Regions from separate parts of the Sus scrofa genome. Here region 2 is linked to region 1. Evidence: chromatin contacts called from public Hi-C data. All regions are on one chromosome and are shown on one strand. Each heading gives the region's core, a stretch centred on a gene start, on an enhancer-like site or on the middle of the called end of the contact. The rest is flanking DNA. Distances are from core to core; before and after follow the strand shown. Region 1 overlaps ZNF648 (a long non-coding RNA gene). Region 2 overlaps ZNF648 (a long non-coding RNA gene).

Evidence for each region. A called contact is a pair of places that touch in the nucleus more often than the background predicts.
Region 2: a Hi-C map of alveolar macrophages shows a contact between it and region 1, with 2.9 times the contacts expected there. The contact joins two enhancer-like sites. A contact is called at or near these places in 1 of 5 promoter capture datasets (liver), 10 of 47 Hi-C or Micro-C datasets (alveolar macrophages, embryonic fibroblasts, fetal skeletal muscle and 5 more) and 2 of 2 datasets of contacts at active chromatin or transcription factors (alveolar macrophages and skeletal muscle).

The regions. Positions count from the first base shown.
Region 1 is chr9:123,519,473-123,523,807 of Sscrofa11.1, reverse strand. The region is part of intron 10 of ZNF648 (a long non-coding RNA gene); the gene reads left to right. Among named protein-coding and RNA genes, the nearest start is that of ZNF648, 190 kb to the left of the region's middle. Within about 2 kb of position 1,252, at least 7 of the 83 cell types and tissues checked have an H3K27ac peak or open chromatin away from gene starts, as enhancers often do. A contact at or near this core is called in alveolar macrophages, where this site is marked.
Region 2 is chr9:123,650,635-123,655,553 of Sscrofa11.1, reverse strand. ZNF648 (a long non-coding RNA gene) reads left to right here. Exons shown (of 12, transcript XR_002347093.1): 2 at 3,937-4,126. Among named protein-coding and RNA genes, the nearest start is that of ZNF648, 54 kb to the left of the region's middle. Within about 2 kb of position 1,278, at least 9 of the 83 cell types and tissues checked have an H3K27ac peak or open chromatin away from gene starts, as enhancers often do. A contact at or near this core is called in alveolar macrophages, where this site is marked.

The sequences.
Region 1 (4,335 bases), core at 3-2,502:
CCTCTCGGACTGCTCCCTCTTTGGTTTTAGGACGTGGCTTTGCTGGGCTGGTGTCAAGCATGACCCTACCACAAGCTCAAGGACTGGGTTCGGGGGTCCTGTGTCTGCCCAGATGGCACATCCTCTCTGGCCCTCTCTCTGGTTTTGTGCTCAAAGTTCCTTTCCAGGGGTGAGCTGGGTCCACCCTACCCCAGATTTTCCACATGTGGGTAGCCCTGCCAACTTGCCCCCCTCCCCAACACCACAGCATAATTTCATGGGGTGCTGCTGGAAATGCCACCTGCTTGAGAGGTGGCGGAGTTGGCCACGAGACCGCTTCCTTCAGCAGACCCATCAGTGAGTCCTGGGGTTAAAGCTCAGCTGGAGGTGGGTGGGTTGTGTTCTGGCTGCAGACAGAGCTAAGGCCTGTGTAAGAACAAGGTGAGGAGTTCCCGTCGTGGCTCAGTGGTTAACGAATCCGACTAGGAACCATGAGGTTACGCATTCAATCCCTGGCCTTGCTCAGTGGGTCAAGGATCTGGCATTGCCGTGAGCTGTGGTGTAGGTTGCAGATGCGGTTTGGATCCCATGTTGCTGTGGCTCTGGCGTAGGCCAATGGCTATGGCTCCGATTCGACCCCTAGCCTGCGAACCTCCATATGCCTCGAGAGCGGCCTAAGAAATGGCAAAAAGACAAAGACAAAAAAAAAAAAAAAAAAAAAAAAAAAGAACAAGGAGAGATGAGGGAGCTATGGGAGCGCGAGGTTGTGCGGGAGGGCACTGCTATCTTTGCAACCAGCAGCCCACTCCTACCGATGCCTGGAGCCACCTGCTCAGCCTTGCCCTTGAAGTTCTGTGCCTCTGGGCAGAGGAGCAGGTGGGGGCTGTGGGCTGAGCTGTGCTAGGTTTTCCTATGGATAAAGTCAATTTGGTGCCTGAAAGGCTGGCCTTCAGAATCTAATCACACAAATGAGAATTTGACCTGCTTGTATCAAAATCACCTGGGGCTTCCCAGAGACCACCCAGGAGCTTCTGAGTCAGTGGTTCTGGCTGAGGCCTGTGGATCTACCTCTAGATCTAGGCTTAGAATTAAAAAAAAATTGGATCCACAAATGGTTACAGATCCCTACTTCATATAGAGCACAGGCCTTGTCTGTGCCTCAAATCACCCTCAGACTGGGGCCTGAAGAAGGGGACCTGGGGGGCTGCCTCCCACAGCAGGAAGCTGTTCTAGCTTATCTTGCCGAGGGAGCCCTTCATCTGAGGGGCAATGCTGCCACCTGCTGGTACATCCTAGAAACGTCTCCCATCGTCAGCTGCCTGGTGTAAGTGGAGGTGGGATTCAGGGGGCGTGGCCCAGCCCTCCCTTTCCCGTTCTGCCTTCGAATGCCCAGTTCTGAGAACTGCAGTGTCCCCCCAGTCCTGTGCCTTTCCTGGAGCCTCTCGTTTAAACCCATCTTTCTTGGGCACCTGCCAGTCAACAAGCAGATCTTGCCCTGGATTCGGTTCAGTTTATCACACATTTGACCCCAGCCAGGTGTGGGCTGGCCACACCGAGGGAAGTAGTGCAGGGGAGTGAGAAGGGAGGGCGATTCGGATTCAGCAATATGGATAATTTCCATCTGAGCTGAGGTTAAGTGGGAGTCAGGCAGGTGAAAGATGGGAGAGGAGATTTCAGGCAACAGGACTAGCAAGACATTCCGGCTGCTGGAATATGGAAACGGAATGGTTTTCCTTTTAATCCATTTCTTGGCTACCCGCCAGAGGATGAAATGCAAACATTTCCCCTCAATTTCTGAGCAGATGTAAGGATTATGAGAAAGGGAAACCAGTTTTCAGTTGCTCAAACTAGATTCTGGGTTTTAGAGGCCTCCAGGGCTATTATAAAAGTACAAGAGAGAAGCCTGGGTTTGAAAGAACGGGCCGAGTAACCAGGGGAAGCAGAAGGCAGGGAGGGCTTCTTCCCTCTGCAGAGGTCTGGCCCACGTGGGGCCAGGGCTCCAACTCACCACTCCCAACCTGGCACCTGGCCCCACAGGGCCCCAGGGGCGTATCAAGGCCCCAGAGGGAAGTGGCTGCCGTGCCAGGACGTGCTGCCCTCCCAGCTTTGCAAAGAGCTTCCAGGTCCTGAGAACGGCAGAGAGGCAGCTATGGGCCCTGGCTGTCTCCATGGCAACCCGTGGAGACAAAGTCCAAGGACCTCTGGGCCTGTGAAGGACTCGGCGATCTCGACATAGACCCAGAAGTAGAGAAATAGGCCTTCAAACCACAAAGAAAACAAAGGAACTCACTGTTCCTGCACAGCAGGGTCTGTAGCAGATTCTACTGATAACAGGTACAACGAAGGTCGAGACATGGCACGAGAATCAAATGGAGAAGGTGTACCTGTCGTAAGGTGGGTGAATCAAACCATCTGGGTCGTGGGTGGGAGGCCAGTAGTCCAGGACATTCTGTAGCTCTCGTGGCTCCAGGATTGGAGCCAAATATTCTCCTCTGGCCTTGTTTTGTGCCCCAGAAGGTTGGGGTCCTCTGGCTCCCCAGTGCCAGCTCTGCACTCCTTCTGGGGCCAAACATCATGGGGGCCAAGTGCAAGCATGGTCTGCTTCTGCTCCTAATGCTTCAGGAAAGAACTGCATGCCTTTGAAAGACAAAACAATCATCCTTTAGTGGACTCCCATGATCCCCAGGAGGGAGCCCAAATCCTTAGCATGTCCGAAGGCCCTGCATCCTCATCTCTAGAGCACCAGCCCCTTCCACCTCCTCTCACTCCAGCCATCAGAAGGCTCCCAGGTCCCTGTGTTCTCTCCGGCGCCTCCCACCCTCTCTGGACTAACTCTTGCTCATCCTCTGGGCCTCTGCTCCGTCATTTCCTGAATCTCCACCACTATGGCTGAGCTAAGGGTTTCTCCTGTGTGCCCCCATATGCTCTGGGTTTGCCCCAGCATGGCTCTTAGCAAACTTCAAATCACCCGCTCACTTCCTCATCTGCTTCACCAGAGTGTGGACCACTTGATGGCAGAAAGTGTGTGTGGACCCCTTCTACGGCATCCGCACAGCACCCTGATTTAAGGAAGGCATTCAGCCAGGTTTCTTAGAGGAAGTAATATTCAACATGAGATGGAGAGGATTAGGGTGGGGGCAGGGGTGTGATTTCAAAAAAAGAAAGCATGCCAGCCTATGCAACGGACCTGGGGTCGCAAAGAATGCGGCATATCTAAGAAGCATGCTAAAGACGCTGTGGCTGGAGAGGGAGTGAGCAGGTGGCCTGAGACTTGGTCTGAGAGGTTCTAGGTGTGGTGGGAAGTTACCAACAGAAACATTCTCCTGTATCTTCTCTTTCCCTTTTTACTCTCATTGAACTCTGGCTCTCTTCTGGAACAGTTCCATGCAGGCTGCTCCAAGGGTGATGGATTTTTCTCCTGTCTTACAGTGTACAGGGTGGGGCAGGTGTCTTTTTCTTCCCTTCTTGCTGTTTCGGGCCATTCTTTTAGGAAATTCCCAGCTCTAAAGGTCAAGTCATCAGCCTGCAGCCCCTCCTTGGTACAGTCTCCCCCAACCCCAGATCCCTTCCCTTCACTTCACATGTGGCTCTTAGCACCTGGCTCACTGTCCCTCTCACCAACACCATGGTGTGCTAATTTGGGAACTAGAACCTCATTCATGTACCTGGCTGCTCAGTTCCCTGATGGCCTCTCCTCCAGCGATCTCACACTCCACCCTACTGCAGATGCTCTAAAGCCCGACACTGATAAAATCCACACCTCCTCCATATTCCCAGTTTTAGTGTATGTTCCTCTCTGACCAGCACCTCCCAACTTCCCGGGGCGCTGTTCCTGAAATGCCATCAGCAACAAGCCTTCATCACAGCGGGATCACTGGCTCTTCTACCTTTTAACTCATCCTGCTCCCCTCATGTCCTCTCTCCCTAATTTATTCAGTTTAAATCTCATGGTTTATCACTTTTTTTAATGATTTTTATTTTTTCAATTATAGTTGGTCTACAGTGTTCCATCAATTTCTCCTGTACAGCGAAGTGACCCAGTCTTTCTCTCTCTCTCTCTCTCTCTCTCTCTCTCTCTCTCTCTCACACACACACACACATTCTTTTTCTCACATTATCCTCCATCCTGTACCATCATAAGTGACTAGATATAGTTCCCTGTGCTATGCAGCAGGATCGCATTGCTTATCAACCATGGTTTATCACTTTAATCACATATTTTTTTCATACCTCTTCATCCCCAGTACATCTCCTTGGCTTCACCGTATTGGTTTGGAAAAACTCCCTCCCTGGTTAACTCTTCTTCTGAGCCTACTCCACTCTTGTGCCCACACAGCTGACCATGGCTTGAGGAAA
Region 2 (4,919 bases), core at 29-2,528, 130 kb before region 1:
GGCAGGCAGATGCCGTGAATTCTTTGTAAAATTGATGTGGTTATTAACTGACAATGGCAAGGTTAGAGGTGGGGATAAATAAAATTACTTCCACAATGATGTGGCAGGCAGTGTCTAAGCACTCTGTATGTATTTTCTCATTTAACAAACATCCTGCATCGTGGGTAGCATGCATTTTATATTCTAAAGAGAACTGCAGTCTGGAGAAGCAACTGGCTCAGAGTCACAGATGGAGGTGAACCAGCTCCCGTTGGTCTGACTCTTCTGTCTGTCCACACTCCCACTCTGCTTTGCAACCTAAGAAGGACCCAGAGAGCATGTCTGGTCTCAGCCTGTCATTTTGTAGGGGAACTTGGAGCTCACAAAATTCAGAGACACATGGAAGGTCTTGGGATTAATGGCCAGTGTGGGATTAGACCTCTGGTCCTCATCACTAATCCCTCTGTCCTTGTTTCTTGCTGTTTTGTAAACATAGTAAAACACACATGAGAATTTTCAGGATGGGATGCCAAAACTCCACACAGATTCATCCTCATTTTCCTTGAGTTATGCCCCCCTTTCCCTGAAAACTTCAGTGTTGAAATGCGTGGGAGAAACTTCCTCTTAAAGAAGGAATTCCTGTCATGGCTCAGTGGTTAACAAAACTGACAAGCATCCATGAGGATGTAGGTTCGATCCCTGGCCTTTCTCAGTGAGTTAAGGATCTGGTGTTGCTGTGAGCTGTGGTGTAGGTCACAGATGCCGCTCCAATCCAGTGTTGCTGTAGCTGTAGTGTAGGCCAGAGGCTACAGCTCCGATTCAGCCCCTAGCCTGGGAACTTCCATATGCTGCAGGTGCAGCCCTAAAAAGACCAAAAAAAAAAAAAAAGAAAAGAAACTTCCTCTTTAAAAAAAGCCACAAACTAGGTATATTTTATAATGAAGCAATCACACCTTATTTTTTAATTTGGATGTTTGTATTTTGAACTATATTAAAGCAGGACATGTTTGCATCAAACAACTGATTTGTGACTATTGTGTAATTGTTTTCTAATTCTTCTACTAAATAGTCTTAAGGTATATAAATATATTGATTAGCTTCTCTAATAGTCTCATACCCAGAATAAAATTTTGGCCCATACATTGAATCAGTGAAAGAGTACTGTAGAACAGGAAGATAAAAAAATGATAATCATTTGCTCCGTGAGAGAAGAATTCTACATCTGTTGGTATAGAGTTGCTTCTAACTAGTTTTAACTCTAAACATATCACTCATTCTTCTGTATCTGAGAAATGAAGGGATTATACCTGCCGGTCTGTATGATCCTTTTTAGATTTGAACTTCAATGAGATGGTGAGTCTTGGAGATATATTTACAACTAGCCCACCCTCTCCTCCTGGACAACCCCCAGCCACCATTCTCACTGGTAACCCCTTAAATTCGATTTCCAGCCCTTCCCTTCTGGGCCTTAGAAATACTAAAGGGAACTTCCGACATTTTCAACTCCTGGGCCTGAGCGCCCCCTAGGCACACAGAGATGAACTGTAGCTCTAGAAGAAAGTGGGACTGTGGGAAGCTGGTGTCTCAATAGGGTCAGCACCAAATTCCTAAATTTCCCTGTTTGTATTTGGAGGCAAGAATGTGGGGCAGAAATGTGGGGCAGAAAGGGAGCTTGGAAGAACAAGATGGAGTGGATGGCAAGCTCTGTCATCAGTAGACACTGCAGGGGCTCGTTGGGCTGTCCACCTAACAACAGGTGCATTCAGAATGGAAAGAAAAAAAAAAAAGAAAAAAAAAAAAAAAAAAAAAGGAGTTCCCGTCGTGTCACAGTGGTTAACGAATCCGACTAGGAACCATGAGGTTTCGGGTTCGGTCCCTGCCCTTGCTCAGTGGGTTAACGATCCGGCGTTGCCGTGAGCTGTGGTGTAGGTTGCAGATGCGGCTCGGATCCCGAGTTGCTGTGGCTCTGGCGTAGGCCGGTGGCTACAGCTCCGATTCGACCCCTAGCATGGGAACCTCCATATGCCGCAGGAGTGGCCCAAGAAATAGCAACAACAAAGGAAAGAAATGCGCTAGGGGCCAAGCAGACCCTGCCCCATGGAAATAAGTCAGTGGCTACACAGCGACTGTGTTGGGCTAAAGAGCAGTCACTGGAAACATTTTACTGCTCAACTGAAACCTTTTGCAGAAAATGATCCAAAGGTTATTAAACGTCTATTATTCACGTTGCTTACTTTGTTTTCCTGTCCCTATAATTATCATACATACATTTTAACAGATTTCGTCTTTGTGTATATATCACTTTCTCTGCTTTTTTCATTTCTGATACTGTTTTGTAGACATACTTCCCACATTCCCAGTCCACAGCCGTTGTTCTAAACCTCTTATCATGTGGCTAAACCATAGTGAGACCCTTACCGAGAAGTGGAGTATATTCATGCATGTGTATATGTTTGCAGTATATGTGTGCTTTGTGCATGTTTGTGGTACATATATAATGTGTGAGACTGTGTGTGCCGTGTGTGTGTTGTGTCTATGTGTGTATATGTGGTATATGTTTATGTGTGTGGCATGGTGTGTATATTTGTGTGTATATATTTGTGATATGTATATTTGTGTCTGTGTGTGTGTGGTTATGTGGTGTGTGTATATGTGTGGTGAGTGTCTCTGTGCTTGTGCATGGTAAGGAGAATGGTGTGATGAGTGTGGTATGTATGCTTCCATGTGTTTGTGTGTGTGGCCTGCAGTTTGTAGCATAAACCTTGGAGGCCAGGAGCTTTTACCTCCCACTAGTGATAGCCCTTCAGCCAAGACTAGCTTAAGTCTTTGTAATGCAGACCTGCCTTCTCTGTCTTTAAAAGCCCTAGTAGAACACTATTTGGGCTGCTGTCCAAATCTGTGTGCCCAAATTGCAAATCTTTGATTCCCAAATAATGAGTCTTTTTGCTTAATTCCCACCTGCAAGGCTTATTTAAGTTGACCTCTTGTAGGCATTTTTGCTGACAACCAAGGTTGTGGAAATGTGAAGGTTTTTGGCCATGGTGCTCATGTTCCAACTTTTGGGGCACTGAGAGGGAAGGGCTGTAGCAGAGGGAGCCCAGGTTTGAGGGTTCCAAACCACCACCCGAGGTGCCCCAGAGGTGGTACCTCCCCTGCTAGGTCATTTCCATGTTCTGGAGGCTGTTTCTGGAGCCCCAGACTATATAGAATCTGCTCCTTCAGCCCTTCTGCTAACTTATTCCTTTATTAGCTTCGTTCCCAATCATTAAATTAACTCCTAGTTAATATAAATAAAGCAGATTTCTGTTTCCTGTCCTGAATCCTGATGGATACAACTTTTATTATTTGTATATGTTATTAATATTATTGTATAATAATAATATATTATTGTATGTAATAATATATGTTATTATGTTATAATGTCAATGTATTATTACATATGGTATATGAATATATTTTATTTGTATATAGTAGTACATAATATATGTAATATGTATATATTCAATAATATTAAAATAACAGCTACCACATATTGGTTGTAATTTTTATAGACTCAAATGTTTACAGTTGTTATCTAATTCCATCCTCCAGCAAAATCACACACAGTCATCAAGGGGCCCAATCAGGGTGTGAAGCTAGGTCTTTCTGCCACCAAAGTCCAGGTGCCTAACCTGTGCACCTACTCTTCCTTCTCTGGAGGAGCTCATTGTGCAGCAAGGATGGCTACCATGCAGTAAGAAATGCTGAAAAGCACTGTGGGCCCTGGGGCTGTGGGAGCCCAGAAGAGAAAATGCCTAATTCTGCCCGGGGCTTAGAAGTCCAAGATGGCGTCTGCTCTCCACCTTGGCAAAGGGTCACGACCTCTAGATTTCTTAATATGTGGCGGGACCCTGCCACAAAAATCCAGTGGCCTGTTCCTCATGTAATGTGCATGTTTGCATCTGTCCTTGCTTCCAGGTGAGTCATCGCAGGCCTGGGACATCCACATTCCTTTGTGGACTCATTCCAGCCGGTAGCTGGAGAAGCTCATGGGCAGAGGGTTTGGCCAGCCTGGGGCAGCTGTGTGCATTCATCATCAGGGTGGCTCTCTCCCTGGTTCTCACGAGACTTTTCTGCAGCAACACCTCCTTGCTGGGAATGCCTCCAGGTCAGAGATTTTGCCTCCTCCAGGTCTGTACCCCTGGCATCCAGTGCACTACAGATGCTCAGAGAATGAGTGAGCGAATGAATGAATGATGAGCTAGGCTGCTTGGAGAGCTGGGATCCTTTCCATCCTATTCTCAGTTCTTTTCCGCCCCACTTCTGGACGCCGTGGTTCACATGCTTGGCTTCGCATGGACTGCACCACTCTCAGCTTCTTCCATCTACCTTTACTTGGTGGTGCTTCTGTTAATGTCTATGAAATGATCTGTCTCTTCAAGGGTTGAAATAATTTTCCTTCACTCTAATTTAGAAGTTTATATGCAAAAGCAATAGCTTAGGGTTTCCAATATGTGTCTGAAAGTTCTCTTCATCTGAAAACATGATTTTTTTTTCAGCTGAAGGACAGGTGAGAGTTTCTATCTCTAAATGGATGGTTTATCCCAGTTATAGATGACCTTACTTTACTGGGGGGTCTAGGGGACCCTGGACAATACAAATCTTTGCATTCGTGTGCTTCAAAATTTACAACAGAATTTTTTTAATTTAAAAAAACCAAACCAAAAAGTTCCCATTGATCAAGATACGCAGAGCAGGTATTATCTCTGCTTCAAAAGAGTAGCTTGAGGCCAGAATCACATAGCTCGTAAGTGGCTGAGTCAATCTATGACTCTGAATTTGTGCATTTTTCAATGTTCCCTGGACTAAATCTTTCCCAGAGCTGCTCCCCTTTTTTTTTTTATTCTCACTCCCCTGCTTACCTCAAGCATGACTTAGGAGCTGGCTCTGTTCTTCTGGCT